Linked DNA regions of Ovis aries: region 2 is linked to region 1. A link is a contact called in public Hi-C data. All regions are on one chromosome and are shown on one strand. Each heading gives the region's core, a stretch centred on a gene start, on an enhancer-like site or on the middle of the called end of the contact. The rest is flanking DNA. Distances are from core to core; before and after follow the strand shown.

Region 1 (4,185 bases), core at 717-3,216:
TGAGTTAGTGACTAAACAGCAACAAAACAAAGACCTAGAAAGACTGTCCTATATAAGTGATTTAAATCACCTCTTTACTGGGCCCCTCCTCACTCAGGATGCTTGCATTCCTCTCCAAGTGTGTATCTCTGCCTAGTTTCTGACGTAGTTTGGTCCTCGTCATTCAGGATGGCCACACTCCTCTTTGAGTGTATATTTCTCTCTGGCTTTGGACTTACTGCGCTCCTTCTCATTAGAAAAGATGCCATACCCTTTCTCTCTGGTGTGTATCTCTGCTCTGCTTCTGACTTAACAAATAAACTGCTTTTCTACTATGTGTTCTCCCATACATTGTGCTGGGTCTGTAAACTTTGTACCTGTTTTTATAGTTTTTGCCTCTTTGAAACTTTCTTGCTTTCAAATGTGGGAAGGAGCTAGGGCCACTTTGGTTCTAGCCTCTAGCCCCTGGTGGCCTGGTGGCTAGGTTTCCTGATTTTCATTCAGGCTTCCCAGATTTAGTTCCTGGAGAGGAAACTAAGATCTCTCTTCAGGATCACTCTCTCTCCGAGATCACTTCCAGACCAAACATTAGATGGGAGGAAATAACCGCAAACTGGAATCCTAGGAGTATCTCTTAACTCTCTGCGTTGGGTCTCACAGGTGCTACCAAAAAAAACTGGGTTCACCTCTTGGTGGGTATGGAGCCAAAAGACAGAACCAAAACAAGGATTGTGAGAAGAAAGGATTTATTACTTGCAGCAAGTAAGGAGAACACTGGTGGATATTCCCCAAAACAATGTCTCTCTAAATAGCAAAAGGGATGTTTTCAGCTAAGGTTACATGCGTATTCATGAAGGGGCGTGGGTGATCACAGAGTCCAAACTTGAGTTGATCAAAGTCATGAGGGTCAGCAAAGGTCAACAACATCATCCCTTAGAGCAGTGGTCCCCAACATTTTTGGCACCAAGGACCAGTTTCCTGGAAGACAACTGCTCACCTCCTGCTGTATGGTCCTGTTCCTAATGAGGGGTGGGGGGTGTTGGGGACTCCTGCCTTAGAGGATGGTTGCACACTGGAAGGGGTTTAAATTCTGCAAAACTGTTCAAGAAAGTGCGAGAAAGGTTAATGGTTACCACTGAAACACACCAGGGAATCTTCACACCTGATTTGTTATCTTTGCTATTGTTACTTCTCTTACCCCTTAATAGTTTTTTCTTGAGTCTTTCTTGCTTGTTGAGGCCTGTTCAAGGACAAGCACTGGGGTCAGTCTTAGATCACAAAATGGCTTAGGCCAAAAAAGGCTTCTCTTATTAAAAGAAAGCCATGCCTGTTTCTCTTTTTTTTTCCCCAGGACTCCTTACCTTATCTTCTTACACAGAGACCTTGTGGCAGTACCTGGCTTAATGACTCTTTCTTTAGAGCTGCAGTCACGATTTAAAAACGCTACCTGAAGCACAGCAAGTATAGTACACATTCTATTTTCTTACCACAGTGATTGAGCTGGGAAGCAGAGACAGACTGCTCTGGGCGGCTTCAGCAGCGGTTCAAAGGACTGCAGTTGGCCGGAATAACCCTTACCGTTTCCCTCCCCCAGCCAACCTGCAAGATAACAACGGGAATGGCACCGAACCTACAGAATATCTGCGAGATACAAGTGGAAGAAGAAAAAAAAAACCCACCACCAAAGAGACTGTAAAAGAATCTCGAACCGGTGGTGGAGTTACACGAATGACCAAACGAAAGACGGGAGGCCCGGAACTCCACCGGGGGTAGACTCGGGGACTGCCAGGGGTGAGGACGTTGATCGATTTCTGCTCCCCGGGGCAGGCGGCGCCGGCCGCCGGCTGGAGCCCGCGGTGACGTCACAGGGCCCCGGCGCCCGTCACGTGGTTCGCGGGTGCCCCGACCCGACCCCGCCCCTCTCCCCGCCCCGGCCCCGCCCCCTTTCCCCGCAGCCCTCGGAGCTCAGGGTCCGGCCGAGGTTCCAGTTGCTAGCTCTTTGCGCGGAGAGGCGTGGGGCCCGGGGCCGGTGGGCGGCGGACGGGGGCCAGGAAGAGGGAGCGAGGGTAGCCGGGGAGAGGGGGGCCGGCGACAGCCGCACGGTGCGCAGGACCGACGGCCGAAGCTCTTGCGAACTTGGGCGCAGAGTCGCGCCACTGCGCCCGCGGCCCGAGCGATGAAGATGGTGGCCCCCTGGACGCGGTTCTACTCCAACAGCTGCTGCCTCTGCTGCCATGTCCGCACCGGCACCATCCTGCTCGGCGTCTGGTACCTGGTGAGTGCGACCCGCCTGGGCGAACCCCCCCGCCTCGGGGTGGGGGTAAGGGGCGCGCACCTGCCCGGGAGGAGCGCGGGCGCCCCGGGACCCCGCTTCACTTTTCACACCCCCTTGTGGGTACCGGCTGCGGCCCTCCGGGTTGGGCGAAGCCGGCGTTAATCCTCCTAAAGTTATATTATTAGAAACTTAATTCTCTGGGCGGGCGGCTCCACGATGCGCCCCCCCCCCCCACCCCCCGGCTCAGCCAACCTGTGGCGGGGGCTGAGGTCAGGGCCCAGTGTTTGGGTGGGGATGGTTTCGGGGGGCGGTGCGCGTGGGCTGGAGTCGCTCTGGGAAAGGGGGCGCCCCAAAGCCCTCCGCCGGGAGCCGGCTGGGCCTCCCGGAGCTGCGCGGTTTCCGGCGAAAGCGCGCTTTGGTGGTCAAGCGAACTCCCCGCACCCCAATCCTTGTCTGCGGAGCACGTGCCCGCCTTTCCTTTCTTCTCTGCGTTCGCTGGGCTTTGTGCTTTCGACGGGTCGGGAGAGCCGTCGAGGCGGTGAGCCGGCACCTCTTGCTGCCCGCCCCCTGCACCATCCCACGCGTGCCCGCTCTCCCCGCCCTCAGGTGCCCGCGGATTTGCTGGCTCGTCTTCTGCGTGCCTTCGCATCCCGAGTGGGAATGGCTGGGGGTGGGGGTGCTCTACCCACACGCTTGTTGTAAAGCCCTTACCCTAGGAGGGGCTTGCCTTGTGATTCACTGCGTTTCAGTAGGCCCTGGACAGCCATTTTACACCCACGTACCTCCCCGTAAAACCCCCGATTTGCAGGTGATCCCCAGCTTCTTAGCAGACCCCGAAGGCCCATCTGGTCTGTTAGTTTGTTTCTAGGTTGGAGCTTTTTACTTGTCTGGGAAGCAGTGATTATCAGACGCTAGTGAGGCAACCTGATGGAGTCGTGCCCTGTACCAGCTCCAGGTTGATTGTCACCCCCAACCCCCCACGCCAAGACTGCACCAGCACCGGAGTCGGGTTCCGCTGCATCGTGGTTTCTGTTCGATCATGATGGAGAGTTAAGCCCGAGCCTCTGGGCGCTGAATGCCTCTGCACCAGGAAGAAACTCCTTAGATGTGGTAGTAAGATGGCTTATAGAACTTTTACTGGTGGTACATTCTGATCTTCTTAGTCATCAGAGTGTTTTGGTCGGTTCATAGTTCAGTGTTTGGATATAACACGGACGTAAGTCGAATTGTGAACTCGTCTGTGGTGCCATTGTAAGCAAAACACCCCTCTCCCCCAATATGGTGTTCTCTGTGCTATTTATAGTTTCAAGTTTCCTTTAGTCAGTGCCTATCACAGGCCACACAATAGAAATATTTGGCCTTAAAAGCTTTCAAACAGATCTTTAGTATATGTGGGTTCTTACTGTGCTGCTTCAATGCAGAGAGAACATCTGGGTATTGGCTCTACCCTGGTTTTGCTGAAAGCAAAAAAAAAAAAAAAAAAAAACGAAAAACGGAAATTTAAAGTTACAGCGAAAGAATAGTGGGTGGTCTTGAAATAGTGCTTTTATTGATAATCAAGACAGACAATTTTATCCACATGTCTTGTGTCCTCCTTGAAGATGTTGAAATCTGCAGGGTGCGAGTACATCTATGACTGTAATTTGTAAAATCTAGGGCACTGCATTAGGCAAATGGACTACGTGATGTACGGGAGAGATAAATCTACTTGAGCCCCGTTGTTGGCGGTAATCCAGTAGGACGCATTGGTGTGATAAAAGGGAGGACTCTGCAGGCTTTGTCCACAGCTTGAGCGTGCTCTTTGGGGAAAGGAGTTATTGGTATGCAGGTTTTAGCATTTGGAAAGATGGCTTTTTGAAAAATAATTCGAAAGCTTTTAAGCAGATGTGAATACTTTGGGGCTTCCCAGGTGGCGCTAGTGGTAAAGGACC
Region 2 (3,838 bases), core at 952-3,451, 64 kb before region 1:
AATGGAGGCATCTGTGTTATTAGCAGTCAAAATCCAGAAATTTTTCAAAGGAATTAAACAGATCCATCCAATAGCAGGAAATCTATAACCATTTAATCACAAAGTTAAAGCAGAAAAAGTACATGATCATGACACTAAGCTGAAGTATTAAATCCAACAGCTATTCCAAAATTAGATTTTAAAAACTTAAAAGTAGGAGAAATATGTCAGATTCATTAAAGTCAAACCGAGGCAGGGTTACTTGCTAGTCAACATTGTCTTACATGTTAGCAGTTAAGAAAAATTTTAAATTGGTACAACATCAAAGAAGAAAATCATTTTTTCCTGATTGCATACCTAGAAAACCCAAGAGGTTGTAATAAAAAGCTTATGCGCACCAGAAAGAGGATACACTAAAGTGGCTGATACACAAAAACAGAATATTCTATACTAGAGTAAGTACCTACAAAAGGAAATGGAAAACAAAAAAACTACATCACCACTAAAGCTACCAAATATTTAAATGTGGACAATCTTTCGTCCACATTTTTCTTAAGTTTTAAGTTTTTATTGAATTTGTTAGAGATGTTGCTTCTGTTTTAAGTTTTGTTTTTGTCCATAAGGCACATGGGAACTTAGCTTCCTGACCAGGGTTGAACCTGCTGCACCCCCTCCATTTGAAGGCAGCAGTCTTAACCACTAGACTGCCCTTTCATTTTTTGGCTTCACCCCGTGCTTGCAGGACATTAGTTCTCTGAACATACTCAGGCCCTGGCAATGAAAGCCAAGTGCTAACCACTGGACTGCCAGGGAGTTTCCATAACTACCATATCTAGAACTAAATGTTTCAAAAAAGATACAAGGTCAAATGAAAACTAGTCTTTTTGAAGGTCAGAATAACAATCTAACAAAAGAAAAACTGTCCTCCTTTATTTGGAAAGGAAAAATATCAATATTTCCCAAATATATAAGTTAAATTCAACTCCAGTTAAGACTGCAGCTGCAACAGATTTTTAAGTACCTCAAAGACTGAAAACAATGTGAAAAGAATGAAGTGAGAAAAAGTAGTGGGCGGCTGCAGGAGAGAGCCAGGGGACCCTGCTCATGAATACCAGTTATGAGAATAAACTACCAGGGTTCTCAGCGGTAAAGCCCAGTCTGCTTTAGCTAGTTTATGTTGAAAAAGAATCTGGAAGCACAAGAGGTGTAGATTCCCTTGCCACCAGGGATAGCACCTGGCCTCTTTCAGGGGCTGCTCAACAAAAACAGCCCACCCACCAGCTCCTCTGCGGATGCTCAGGACTGGCTCCTGACGCCACAGGGGCTGCCTCTGCACTGCTGGCGGCCAGCCACAGATGTCCACTACTGGCTCTGCCCAGGCCTTCTCTCCCTCCCTCCTCTCATAGCGTCGGGCGGAGGCACGCTCCCATCCGTGTGTGCCAAGCAGCAAGGGGTACTGGAGAATGAACTTCGGCAATGTGAGGAACGCCAAACATACGAATGTTCAAAATTTACTGAGCACTACACCAGTGCAATTTAATAAGTTATCAGTAAGAGGATAGGTCGGAAGTACAGGATGGGGAATCCAGAAGTACATTCATGGTAATTCTGTTTACAGTTTAGGTGGTGCTTTAGTTTCAGTGGTAAAAGGTTGATTTCTTTAATAGATGGCATGGCACAACAAAGAAAATAAAGCTGGATCGCATCATGCCTTACATATGAAAATAAACCCCAGTTGGATTTCAGACCGAAAAAGATTTTTTTTTAATCTTAAACGACAGTATAGGAAACTACATGTACAGCTCAGCAGTGGAGGAGATACTCTTTTTTTCTTTTTCTTATAAAGGAATTTTTTTTCCAGTTTCATTAGGAGAAATAATTAATGTATATCACGTTATATGGGAAGATGTTCTTAACCAGGAACTGGAAGCCTAAGAGCTATGAAAGAGAAGATACGCATATTCAACTGCACACAATTTTTTTTAAACCTTCAAAATGCTTGATTTTGAAATAATTACAGACTCACAGGAAGTTGCAAAAATAGTCCAGGGCGGTCCTGTGTCCCCTCACCCAATTCCCCCAGTTGCAATCTCTTACAAAAATATGGAACTAGAAAAAAAAAAAAAAACTGTGGAGCAGAGAAATGCAAACAGGGACCAGGTGGCAGGAAATCAAGAATCTCTGTAAACAGCAGGAGGACTTGGGCAAACAAAGAAAAGCAGGAACCTCCAGACTCACAGGAAATCACACATTTTGGATGATAAAGTTCCCTGAAGCAAAGAAAGGTGGGGAAAAGCGGAATCTCCTGCAGCCCAAGGTAACCCTTTGCTCATTATGCTCTTATTACAATAAAATTAGCCTTGCAGATAAGAAGTATCCATCTTGCACTGATTCCATGACACTTTTGATCTAAGCTAAATAAAGGCAAAAATCCATCCTGAAATCGACGCGGCCCTGTGGGGTTCTCAGGCACGGAGGCGCTTTTCTCCACCCCCCCCCATTTCTGGTAGGCAAGACTCCAGCCCCCATGACCTTCCCTGAATTCCAAAGGGCAGATTCCAACAGTTGCTGATCATGGGAGGGGTTAGCCAAGAAACCACCAGAAGCAAGACTAAAGGTCCCAGAGAAGCTCAGCAAGGCTTCCCTGGTGGTTTAGATGGTCAAGAATCTGCCTGCAATGTGGGAGACCTGGGTTCCATCCCTGGGTTGGGAAGATCTCCTGGAGAAAGGAATGGCAACCCACTCCAGTATTCTGGCCTGGAGAGTCCCATGGACAGAGGAGCCTGGCGGGCCACAGCCCATGGGATTGCAAAGAGTCAGCCGTGACTGAGCAACTAACGCACACAAGTTCATCAAGGTTAGGAGACAGGGACTTCCCTGGTGAGCCAGTGGTTGGGTAGGACTCTGCCCTTCCAGTACAAGGGGGCATGGGTTCGGTCTTTGGGAAGTTCTGTATGCCGCTTCTTATTGTGTCTGACTCTTGTAACCTCAAGGACTGTAGCCCACCAGGCTCCTTTCTCTGTGTATGGTGTTGAGCGCAGCAACCCACCCCCACCCCCACCTCAAAAAAAATATTAGAGGACCAACCATTTGAGATGAAGGGAGTGCAATCCTGCTCCCTTGAACCATTGTGATAAAACCTGTCACCAAACTCCCCTGGGTTGGGACACATCATTTTTTGAGGCAGGAGTCTTCGGTGTCCGCCTTTGCCTGGCAACGTAATAGAGCTATCCTTTCCTACTTCACCCAAAACTCTGCCTCTAAGATTTGACTTGGCGCCAGTGTACACAGAGGCTGAGCTTTCCACATCACTCCCCTTGGGAAGATGGAGCCGGGATGAAAACCAGGGAATATGGCCCCCAAACCCCTTGTTCCCCAGTGAATATTCCACCTCTTCATTCGTATGCTCCTCATCACCGGTTTTCCAAAGAAACCCAGGGCAGCAGTTCCTCACCTCTCTGCCTGCGCTCCCTCTGATAAGACTATTCTTGCTTTAATAAATTCTCATTTTACTTTCTTAACCTCCCTGCTTCGTCTCCGAATTCTTTCCAAGACAAGGCAAGAACCTTAAATTCACCAAGAACAGTACAATATGCAAACCAGGAAATAGATTCTGTTGGTGCAATCAACAGATTTTGTTCAGATTTCACCAGCTTTTCCTTCAATATGTAATTTGTGCAGTTTATGCAATTTTATTGCATGTGGATTCATGTAATCACCACCACAATCCAAATACAGAACTGTTCCTGACCACAAAGGAACTCTCTTGTGCTTCCTATTGTCAGGGGGAGCCCACTCACTGAAGCCGCCCTCCCTGGCCAGGCACCATGGTAACCATTTGTGAGAGTGATTTTACAAC

Evidence for each region. A called contact is a pair of places that touch in the nucleus more often than the background predicts.
Region 2: a Hi-C map of liver shows a contact between it and region 1, with 2.6 times the contacts expected there. The contact joins the enhancer-like site here to the promoter of LAPTM4B in region 1. A contact is called at or near these places in 2 of 16 Hi-C or Micro-C datasets (liver and retroperitoneal adipose tissue).

Annotation. Positions count from the first base shown.
Region 1 is chr9:79,333,880-79,338,064 of ARS-UI_Ramb_v3.0, reverse strand. LAPTM4B (lysosomal protein transmembrane 4 beta) reads left to right here and starts at 1,966. Exons shown (of 7, transcript XM_027973193.2): 1 at 1,966-2,254. The coding sequence starts at 2,156.
Region 2 is chr9:79,398,569-79,402,406 of ARS-UI_Ramb_v3.0, reverse strand. No RefSeq gene overlaps it. Among named protein-coding and RNA genes, the nearest start is that of MTDH, 62 kb to the left of the region's middle. Within about 2 kb of position 2,201, at least 10 of the 54 cell types and tissues checked have an H3K27ac peak or open chromatin away from gene starts, as enhancers often do. A contact at or near this core is called in liver, where this site is marked.